2 separate regions of the Hordeum vulgare genome follow, and region 1 is linked to region 2. Evidence: chromatin contacts called from public Hi-C data. All regions are on one chromosome and are shown on one strand. The core of a region is the stretch at or near the end of the contact, and the rest is flanking DNA. Distances in the headings are between cores, read along the strand shown. Region 1 has its middle 5.7 kb from the start of LOC123411365. Region 2 holds the start of LOC123409719 (protein NRT1/ PTR FAMILY 6.3-like).

What was found. Hi-C and Micro-C count contacts between places; a contact is called where the count stands out from the background.
Region 1: a contact with region 2 is called in a Hi-C map of leaf, with 6 times the contacts expected there. The contact joins the enhancer-like site here to the promoter of LOC123409719 in region 2. A contact is called at or near these places in 4 of 6 Hi-C or Micro-C datasets (leaf and seedling).

The regions. Positions count from the first base shown.
Region 1 is chr7H:384,443,383-384,448,360 of MorexV3_pseudomolecules_assembly, forward strand. No RefSeq gene overlaps it. Among protein-coding and RNA genes, the nearest start is that of LOC123411365, 5.7 kb to the left of the region's middle. Within about 2 kb of position 2,394, at least 2 of the 3 cell types and tissues checked have open chromatin away from gene starts, as enhancers often do. A contact at or near this core is called in leaf, where this site is marked.
Region 2 is chr7H:383,906,164-383,911,574 of MorexV3_pseudomolecules_assembly, forward strand. LOC123409719 (protein NRT1/ PTR FAMILY 6.3-like) reads right to left here and starts at 3,656. Exons shown (of 3, transcript XM_045102580.1): 1 at 3,243-3,656; 2 at 1,972-2,570. The coding sequence starts at 3,590.

The sequences.
Region 1 (4,978 bases), core at 1,144-3,643, 540 kb after region 2:
TGTTGCAAAAAGCAAAGAAAAGCATTGTGCTAGATCAATTTAAGTTACAAATCTAAGTTTTACGGGCCGGAAGGAGCTGCGCCAGATCAGAACCCGCAGAAGCCGACCCGTAAAAAAAAGTATATTCCGCGAATATGCTTTTTTACGGATCCATTATGCGGGGTCTGCGTCTGTGCCAGCCCGCGCCGGCCCGCAAAAGCGATTTTGCGTGAACTGCAAACACGTTTTGCGGGCCGACCGGATGCGGGGTCTGCTAGAGTTGCTCTAAGCTCCTTTTCAGAGAAAAAGAAAACTGGCAAAGCAAAACACTTGTGCCAAATCACAAATCTTTCGTGAGAAACTGCAACACGGCAAGTCATGTTGCTGCAGTCAGAGCTTGGACATATTCTAACTCAAAACCATTACACATTTGACTCCTTTACAACGGTGTCAATTCACTCATGCTATCCTATGCTTTGTCAGAGACAATCTTGGATGGAATTCTCTTATCGCGCAGTAATTAGCGCATATGCCTGCTTGTGTGGTAATGCTTCATCTGTGTCAAGATGAACCTCCTAATAAGGCGGATGCATTTATATGGCTCAACTTGTTTCACTTTTCTTCAAGTGGCTGAAACATGGGACAATGCACATGCACCAAAGAATAAAGAGATTCCATTTTGAGTTGTAGTTGTCCTGTTATTTGATGATGAAAATAAATATAATGTGACAGAAGACATGACAGTAAACACAAAAATAATTGTTGAAGCTCAGGATTAATTTTGTCTATTCACAAACATGTTTTAGATGGTTGATTTTAGAATGTCTATAGAACTATGTTGTAATTATTATTGCCAAAAGTGCTTTGGGCGCACGCTATTACTAGTTATTTTCAATGACAGAAGTGTGATCCAAATTCTCCATAGAATTAAAATTTCAATTATAGCCTGCAAGGATGTTGAGGTGCAGCAGATGCACAGAGCGTGCATGATCCCAATAATAGAGTGATTTAATGATGAGGATAAGTCAAACCCAAAGGGAGTTTATTGATTACTTTCCAAAGTAGTGGAACGTTGCAAATGCATGTTACTAGGTTCTCTTCTTCAAGGAATTGCAATACATACATGATGATGGGGATGGGGTCAAAGCATGAAAGGCTAGCCATTTTGCAACAACAAAAATAATTCTGAAATATAATGAAAATAAAATGTCTATGCTGAATAGAACAGCTGGAGAAAGATTGATCCACACAAAAAGAAACATTATGGCGAGTTCAATTATAAACAGAGTGCCCGCTTTATAGTGGAGCTAGAGTCTTGATGTAAAATGGTTGGTGAGAAGATATCGCCGATGGAATCTTATTCAAGAAAACTGTGATTGTTGGGTGGTCCGATGAAAAGGTCAATATGATGAAGCAGATAGACCCCAGCCATCTTAAGTCCAAGTTATATGGTGGTTGAACCTTAGAGCGTGGGGTAGTGTAAAGCATTTCCAGCAAGGCATATGCGAATGCATGGATTTCACAGAAATCCTTGGAGAATTACAATAATTTTTATGTGACTTCCCGACTGTCTACTATAATAAGTTTTGCATGGCTTCGGAGAGGAAGGGGTGATGACGACGGCGCGTCTTCGACTCGCTTCAATGCTTGTAGTCGTCGTTAGATGATCTACGGATTTTGATGTAATTTTTACTATTTCTGATGTTCGTTGTACTATTGAAAGTGAATGATCGAAAGTTTTCCAACAAGAAAAAGCCCCACCTTACAGAAAAAAGAGCCTGCCAAGTAAATGTCATGTTACCATTACAATATTTTCTATAAAGTTCATGTAAGCCCCGCACTCGGGGAATTATTTCAAACTGTTGGCATTCTAAACAGTATCATTGGCACAAGACAATTGAGCATATCAACTCCACACATCCTGTCAAATTGTCAATCCAGCATAAAAACATTGGCATCTACAACAAAAAAATTGTCATTTTCTCTAGAGTTGGCCTATGCTTTAGGATCATGCAGTGGAGCAGAGTAGGAAGAAATGTTGCTCCAGATTAGTAAGCAGCCAATCGGAGGTGCTCATCAAGGCGGACATATCACAACAGGGGCAAGCCAGAGCATACATACACATCAATCCATGCACACCACTTATCCAGATCCAACTAACCTTCCAAAGATCCCAGACAGCATGAGGCCTCATCCACTAATCCCCCATGACAACGATGATTAAATTCATTTCCACCTTATATTCAGGGCGGTTAACCAGTCATCGCTCCCGCCGATGTGTCCATACCACATTGGCTGGCAGGGGTGACGTGTCCGGCATGGCGCGCCACGTGGATCTCGGTCCAGCAGGGTGCTAACACGAGTGAGTGCTGTGGAGACCTTGAGGTTGGACCGAGCTCATGGCCAGCTGCTGAATGGCGGCTGGTTGCTAGTATGCGATGCGCACGCACACCAGCTGCCTCCTGTCCCGGGAGATCGGTTGGGAAATCTGGTGGGTGGTGATGCCAAAGCTGCATCTCACTTTCCCGCCATGTGAGAAGCATATGCACATGTTGATGTGCTGGACCAAATACAAGTCGTAGAGTCTCTTTCCTCTCTCTCACCTCTAAGATGGTGTACAGGAGTGCGTGTATAAGTGCTTGACTTTGTTCACAAGAGAACGTTTGCCGACTTTGCACCTGCTTTGTGTTCAGAAGAGAACATTTACAGACTTTGCCACGGCTTTGTAAACATGGTTGGTTTATTCAACTCTTCTTGCATGGTGACATGTCAGACAAATCATGTTACTTCTATTTTATTATTACTAGCAAAAGGGCCCGTGCGTTGCAACGGGAGAAAAAAATAACATACACTCTTAGTTTACAAAAAAGGTTTATAATTTGAGAATTTGTAGTTACGGCACAAACAAAGATGATTTTACCCTACAAAAGTGCAGTCAAAGATTCTACAGGTCTTTTATTTTAACACGGTTTGCAAGTAGATTTAATACATACGTACAAAAAAACGGGCAAGTGACCTTCAGTTTCATCTCCAATCCAATAATGATTTTTTATTAAGATTGCATCCTAGATAGTATTTTTATTAAATGTTTAACAGATAAAATAACATTGTCTTCAAATTCTACATACTTTTCTAATCAAATTGCATATATAACATGTTAAATTTGGAGATATTGTTTAGAAGATATGGGTATTTTAAAAAACATTTAATATGTACTGCGGGTTTAATGTCAAAAATATCAGGTGTTTTTTCTATAAAATAACATGATGGATTAATAATACCTATTTTTTTATTAATATGTATAGATTAAAGAAACATTTTGAGGGCCTTCCTTTTCTTCGAGCAACTATCTAGCCCAGCCCATGATCCCTCAATCGGTATGCACACGTCCACGTTCAGCAGCAGTTGAGCACAGCTTCGCCTTTGAGAACAAAGCTATGTAGGAGAACTAGAGGAGGGATGGAGCGGCCTTGTAGCGTGGAACAATTCTCATGGAGAGAGAGAGAGAGAGAGAGAGAGGAGCCCTTTGTGCATGATCATATGCAATTGAGGGCTGCCTCCTCACATATGTGCTATGGAGGAAACAGTCCATCCATTAATAGGAGCGCCGCCGGCCGTACCTAGCTGCGCCGCCCCGCGCACATGCCGCTACTGCATGGGTCCTAGTCTCGCTGCGATCTAACCGCTGGCGGAGAGATGACCATGCGTTGGCTGACTCTTGCGCTTAGTGCCTTGTCAGCGATGGTGAATGGATTAGATGTCCAGCCTTCATTGGAATATCGGTTCTCGCTTCTATCGAAGACTACATCAGAAGCGGAGGTCGACCGGGAAGCGAAGGATCTCGTCGTTGAGGTCGCTTCAGATCTGTTGCTTGAAGAGCGGATTGTCTCGCAAGATGATGTACGGAGGCCACCAAAATCCGACGTCCACACAACCCAGGAGTTCTGGAACGAGATCGGGTACCCAACACCTGCATCTCGGTTCTGGGAACGACGATCCATGACACCTTGCGACGAAGGTACGCCCTCTGTTTTCTCTTGCAGGAATGACAGTCCGTCACGGTCTCCGTCTTCACCGGCGGCAGCTGCGATCGAGGCTGCATCGTTTCCATCACAGCGATTGCGCTCACCATGGCTTGGCGAATTAAAGGTCCCAATGGTGCGTATGGGGTGGCGTGGTCGTCTAACCCGACCCCGGATCACACCACCTCCGTGCCTTGGGGATTTCTTCCCTCCGACTACGCGTCCAGTGGCGGTGGCACCAGACAAGGAAGAGAAGGGCGCAGCGGGCACATGCATCACGGCACCCGTCCTTCGGCGCATGCAGACCGGCGACGTTGTTCACGGCAAGGGGACTACATGGTTGGCGATCCGGTTTCCTTGCGAACAGGAGTTGATCGCGGGATTCAAACAACGTGCGGTCCCACAACAACTGCAGGCAGATCAACGGCCTGGATGCACTTGGGCCTTTGCCTAAGCGGGTTGTGGCGCCTGAAAGAATACTCTCGGACTCCTGCGGCGAGACAAACCCCAGGGCTCACGCCATCGCTTCCCCAATCTACGCAGACGTCCGTGAATCCTTCGCCGCTAACGAAACTTTCTGCACACGCAGGCCTGTGTCCTACGTTCGCTGAAGCGCTTCGATCTCGGCCTCCAATGGCAGCCACTCCGCAGCCAATGGGGCAGGGAACCAGCTGCAGTGTCGGTGAATACTCACAACATAAGCCATGGGTAGGCTAAAGATGGTAGGAACCGAAGTGACACCGGAGGGCGCTGGGGGCGAGGTTGGTACAAGCATGGAACGCACAATGTACCCAGATTCAGGGCTCTCCGTAGAGATAATACCCCTAGTCCTGCCGGAGTGTATGATGTATGAGGATGGGATTACAAGTTGCTCCTCGAGCTGTATCGGGGAAGAGGAAGAAGGAGCAACCGGCTCGACTCTGCCTCTTCTATGTGGTTGGTGTGTCTGATAAGTTGACCGACCCTCTGCATGGAGG
Region 2 (5,411 bases), core at 2,406-4,905:
TGTGGCGTGGATCCTCTAGCTTCCAAGTGAGCCATGACAAAAGGGAAGGGCAGATGCATGTGAGCGAGAAAGGTTCGCCTAGATCTTCTTGTCCCCATCACTGGCCAAGCGATGAGCAAATTTCCTTTGCTTTCGCTGGTAAGTAGAGTACTGGTAGTACCACACACGAGACACGACGTGCTAGGTGCTACTACTACCACTAGCTTTCTTCTCCCACTGTTGTGTCTAGGGGTTTCTTGTCTTGTTGATGGGGCTTTTCGTTTTTCTACTGCCCCAATCACGCAAAGCTTTCGGTGTGCACACGTCTCGGTCCTCTGCACAATCGCCCACCTAATAATAATTGAGGTGATTCCCGTCTACCTCTCTCTACTGGCCTTACCGTGGACGTGGAGCATTAGCAAAAGGAATTTCAGTCAAAACGTGCGTGTTTGATTTGATAGCAACACCATAAAATATTTCAAGACTTGTGTGTGCAGGTACTGTATGTAAGAGAATATATACTCCCTTCGTTTTAAAATTAAAATACCTGAACTTTATACTAGTTTTAATACAAATTATACTAAGCTTAAGATATTTATTTCGGGACGAATCAAGCTAAGTCAATTTCATTTCCAAGGGAAAAAAGAGGTGTACACTAGGGTTCTCCTAGCTTGTCAGGCACAAAAGACTCGATTTCCACTTGTCAGAGACCAAGCCATCAAAAGAGTAGTAGTAGTACCTGGTAATGGCATGTATGACTGGCTCTTAACAGTTGGTTTACTCCTACATTCTCCACTATTGGTGTTACTACTCCGTTTCGGAAAAGGAAAAATAAAAAACTATTGGTGTTACAGAAACCGTCGGTTGCAAAGTACGTAGAGTCAAAACACAAGGCCCATTTGGAATCCACTGCCGTCCTCGGTTTCTTGGGCGTCTGCTGAATGCTGACTAGGTTTGGTACAGAAAACCCTATAACTAGCAGTGTGGTCAAATCAGGGAAACAGAGCAAATAAGAGATTGTTTTGGCGCTGCCTACCGACCAGGCTCCGATACGATCCTCCCATATCTCCACCCAGGAGTTGGCCTATCCCTATCCCTATCCCTATCCCAATCCCAGTAGAGTCCAGTACATCCGGCGTCTCTGAATCCGTAGAGCACATGACACACCGCACTTGTATCCTTGTATTCTTGCTTGCAGGGAGGTCACTAAGGCTTGGGTGCAGGTGGTTCCACACAAGAGAAGAGAAGGGGGGCAGGATCAATGGATGGGTGGGGAGACGAGGGGACAGAAGCACGGTCTCGGGACCCCGTGCCATCGCTATAGCTATAGAATAGTCGCAATTATTGGTACGCTGCCTGCCAAACTCGTCATTTGTCGCCGCCCAACCATGGTTATCCTCCTCTCCCCTTCCGTAAACACACGAGCACGCAAGTGGACATGTCAGTAGGGCGGGGTGACAAACCGTGGCATTTGGCTGCCCTAGGCAACCCTAGGCAGGGGGAGGGTGGGTCGTATTCGTTTTCGTAGTAGATTCACCATTGGCGTGTGGTACGGCCCTTGGCATCTGATAGGCCAAGTTGGGAGAAAATGATGAACTGATTTGGAAGGAAAGGAAGGGACACACTCCAGGTGCAAAAGCTGAATCTAACATCAACTTGCATTCCTTCCGTTCCAGGTGAGCTTGCATCCTAGAATTATTACTACCAATTTAATGATTAGTACTGGAGAAGTAGTAAGAAACACTATACGAGTTACTCGTCCACTTGCATTTGCATGCTGGGGCCCAGTCAACTCTAGTCAACACTCCTCTATCTGGCCTCTATACTTGCAACTTCCAAGGCCACGCATGCAACTTTGACCCATGTCATCCACAAATACATAATCGGCAGGAGCATATAGATTAACGCACTCAACCAGCAAATGAGTTAAGCAAGCAAGAGAGCGTGGCAATTAGCAATTTGTTGGTAAGTAGTACTAGCTTATAGTATTACCGGAACTGCTTGGTGTGCGGGATGCGTTCCTTGAGCTTGCTCTTCTTGGTGGAGCCCCCCTCAATGGCGGCGACCTTGCCGACGTCGATGTCGTAGAGCATGGAGGTGTCGGCGGGCAGCTGGACGCGGCGCTTGCGCCACGCGGCCACGACCACGGCGGCGATCTGGGTCAGCGGGCTCCCGGCCAGCTTCTTGAACCGGTACCTGCGGGTGCCGGCGAGGAACACCACGAGCCCGGCGGCGATGGAGGCGGCGCAGGCGCCATAGCCCCAGGGCCGGCCCAGGTTGTCCTGGACGTAGACGAGCACGGTGACGGCCAGGAGAGAGCCGAGGCTGATGAAGAAGAAGAACCAGTTGAAGAAGCGCATCATCTGCGACTTCTCGGTGCTGTTGGACTCGTCGAACTGGTCGGAGCCGAAGCCGGAGACGCTAGACTTGAGCCCGCCGGTGCCCAGGGCCGTCAGGTACAGCGCAAGGTACAGTACGCCCAGCTGCCCACCCGACGCGCGGGTGCAAGTCCCTATACCGGCGCCCTCCGCCGTGCACGCCGGCGGCCGCAGTCCCGGCGCTGCCGTTGAGATCGTCAGGATCGTTACGCCCTGCAAGTTCCATGCTTCTCGATTACGATCTCAAGTTGCAAAACGTTACTCTCTCCCTAAACTAATATAAAAGCATTTAAAATATTATTTTAATAATTTATATATTTTGATAATAGTCTACAAAGGGTACTTAATTAAGATAAGGGAGACGGACACAAATAATTCTTTTTTTGCATTAATAAAAAAGAGAGGAAAATATATATTCAGATTTAATCTCATGCGATGCGAGTTACTGGTATCTTATCTCCGAATTGTTAATTTAAGAAGATGTATAAAGGAGATTGTAACTAGTCCTTATTGTCCACTGTGGCATATATGGAGGAGAGGACCCATAGTCCCATACGCCATGCGGCGATCTTGGAATGGAAGCATATACGCCCATGATGATTAAACAGTGTTGATTTGGTGGCCGTTCTTTTCACAGCAGTATCCTCTTCTCAGTTAATATTAATACGTGTGTTCCACTTGTTTTTTAAAAGAAAGAAAAAAAGCTAGTATTACAGATTGGTACGTAGTAGTATTTCTCTTCTTTGGAAAAGTATAGAGTAACTAAACTAACAACCTACCACCAAAAGAAGGGGATCTTCTAATCTAGTATAGGAAAAAAAAGGGCAAGCAGTTAAAAGTTGCACGGCGAGGGACGGCAAAGCAGGCAAGCAAAGTCAAACTCACGGATGCCTGGATGGCGGTGAATATGGCGATGGTGAGGTAGCGACCGAGGAAGGAGTCGGCGACGAAGCCGCCGAGGAGGCAGAGCATGAAGGAAGTGCCCATGAAGTTGGTGACGACGTTGGCCGCCTCGGCGTTGCCGACGTGCATCGTGGCCGTGAGATACGTGACCAGGTTGACCGCGATCCCCAGCGTGGTGAGCCTCTCGTTGAGCTCGGCCACGAGGATCATGGCGGCGGCGCCCCAGCGGCCGGTGGTGGAGCGGGCGGCGGGACGGCCGCGGTAGTCCCACGCGTCGCCGAGGACCTCGGCCTGCGCCGCCGCATTGGTCTGGGGGAGAAGGCCGACCATCCTTGCCGCCGTTGGCCGGTGGCCCGTGTATCTACGGGTGGGGGTGGGGGTGGGGGTGGGGGTGTGTGTGGCGAGTTGGAGGTGGCGGGCGCGCTATATATACCCGCGGCCGCGGCAACGCCGGGGGTATTCTCGGGAGAATCTCCTGCTTCGCCTTTTGGGGAAGAAGAAAGAGATAATTGTGAGGGGAGATTATATTAATCTAATCTATTAATTAGCAAGGGGCTCTGTGGAGGGTCATTATATGCAATATACTAACAGTCATCTAACATTATCTGCGGTGAGATAAGGGCGGTTACGGCTCCTAGATGGAAGGATAAGCAAAGGGCAATTGGTTTGGTTTGTTGGGGTACGTGGACGGTTGATATGGCTCGGTGGCGACCGGCCGCCGGTTTCTCCCCCACTGCACGACCCATGCCTATCGCCTATCGCCTATCGCCTATTTACACAGAGAATATAGTCAAATGATCATGGTATAACTTTTGCAACCGTAACTCATATTAAAATAATTTATATATGATTGACCAAAAAATGCTTAGCTTCCAACCACGGTATTAGTCGCTCGTGTTAACTAGTATAATTTTTTTAGGGCATAAACTTACTTAACCTAATTAATTGCTATGGAATATTAAAAGCTCTCTATCTCATTTAAATTGGCTACATATCTTAGACAAGATATGTTAGAAGGGCATGTTTTTACCCCATTTGAATTGGTTAGATATGTTAATTAAAAAACTATGTTATGATGGCCTCAATTGCATCCTTTTTCTGTAAACAAAGGAGTAGCGAAAAATATTTATGCTTTATGGGATTGGTAACTCATGATCGCAAAGGCCCCAACCAGCTGAACTTGCATGAGCTTCTCTTCTATCTTTCGTTAATAATCCATTTCTAAGACTTTCATAAGATAACCACAACAAAGGAGGCAGTAGATTTCAACCTCGACGTGTGTATCCCTACCGCTATGAGGTACAACCGTCCGGATGTTGTTGTATCACATTGATATACATTTTGGTGGACAAGTGAATATCTTTTATCATTGGGATGCAGGGGTATATGTGCTAGTTAAAAAAAAAACCTTGATATTGCCCAAGTGCGTTCAGTCCTCTTGTGTTTTTTGCCCTTCCGTCCCAATTACGTCGAGTCAAAGGCGTTTGACTGTTAGGGAGACCATTTTGCCTCCGTCACTGGTTCTTCTACCCCGCCTCGGCCACGTCCATATCCCCGTAGTTCATCATCGTTCCCGTCACCGGAGCACCCGCACCTTGCCTTTGTGCCTTGCACCCGCGTCGGAGCCCTGCGTCGCACGGCGCCGCCGAGGTCGTCGTCCAACTAGGTGGTCAGAGTGCCCGGGCCTCTTGCGATCGAATCTGTCGAAATCACTAAGACAAGGTGGATCTAGGGATGGGCCATGCGGATCCTAGGGTCATGGGGCGGCGAAGCGATGTAGGGGAGGTTGGGATTGATGCGAGGCATGGGTGCGCGACAGAGACTTTGGCTGGACCGGATCCAACCAGGTTGGAGGCCGGGGAGGGACTGGCGACCTACAGTAGGGTTCAAGGCGCCATGGACGGGATGGAGGTCGGGGAGGATCTGACGGAGGAATAAGGTAGGAAGGTGGCCGGGGTCGCCGACAGTCAAAAGCCTTTGACTCGACATAATTGAGACCGAAGGGTGAAAGCATAAGAGAAGCAAAGTGGTTTGGGCAGGAATGAACATTTTCGAAAACTATGGGTAAACCAACCGAGGGGGCATAACGAATTGCACATAATTAACTATTCCTTTATGAATACCTACTAATAGCATACACAACCATAGTTG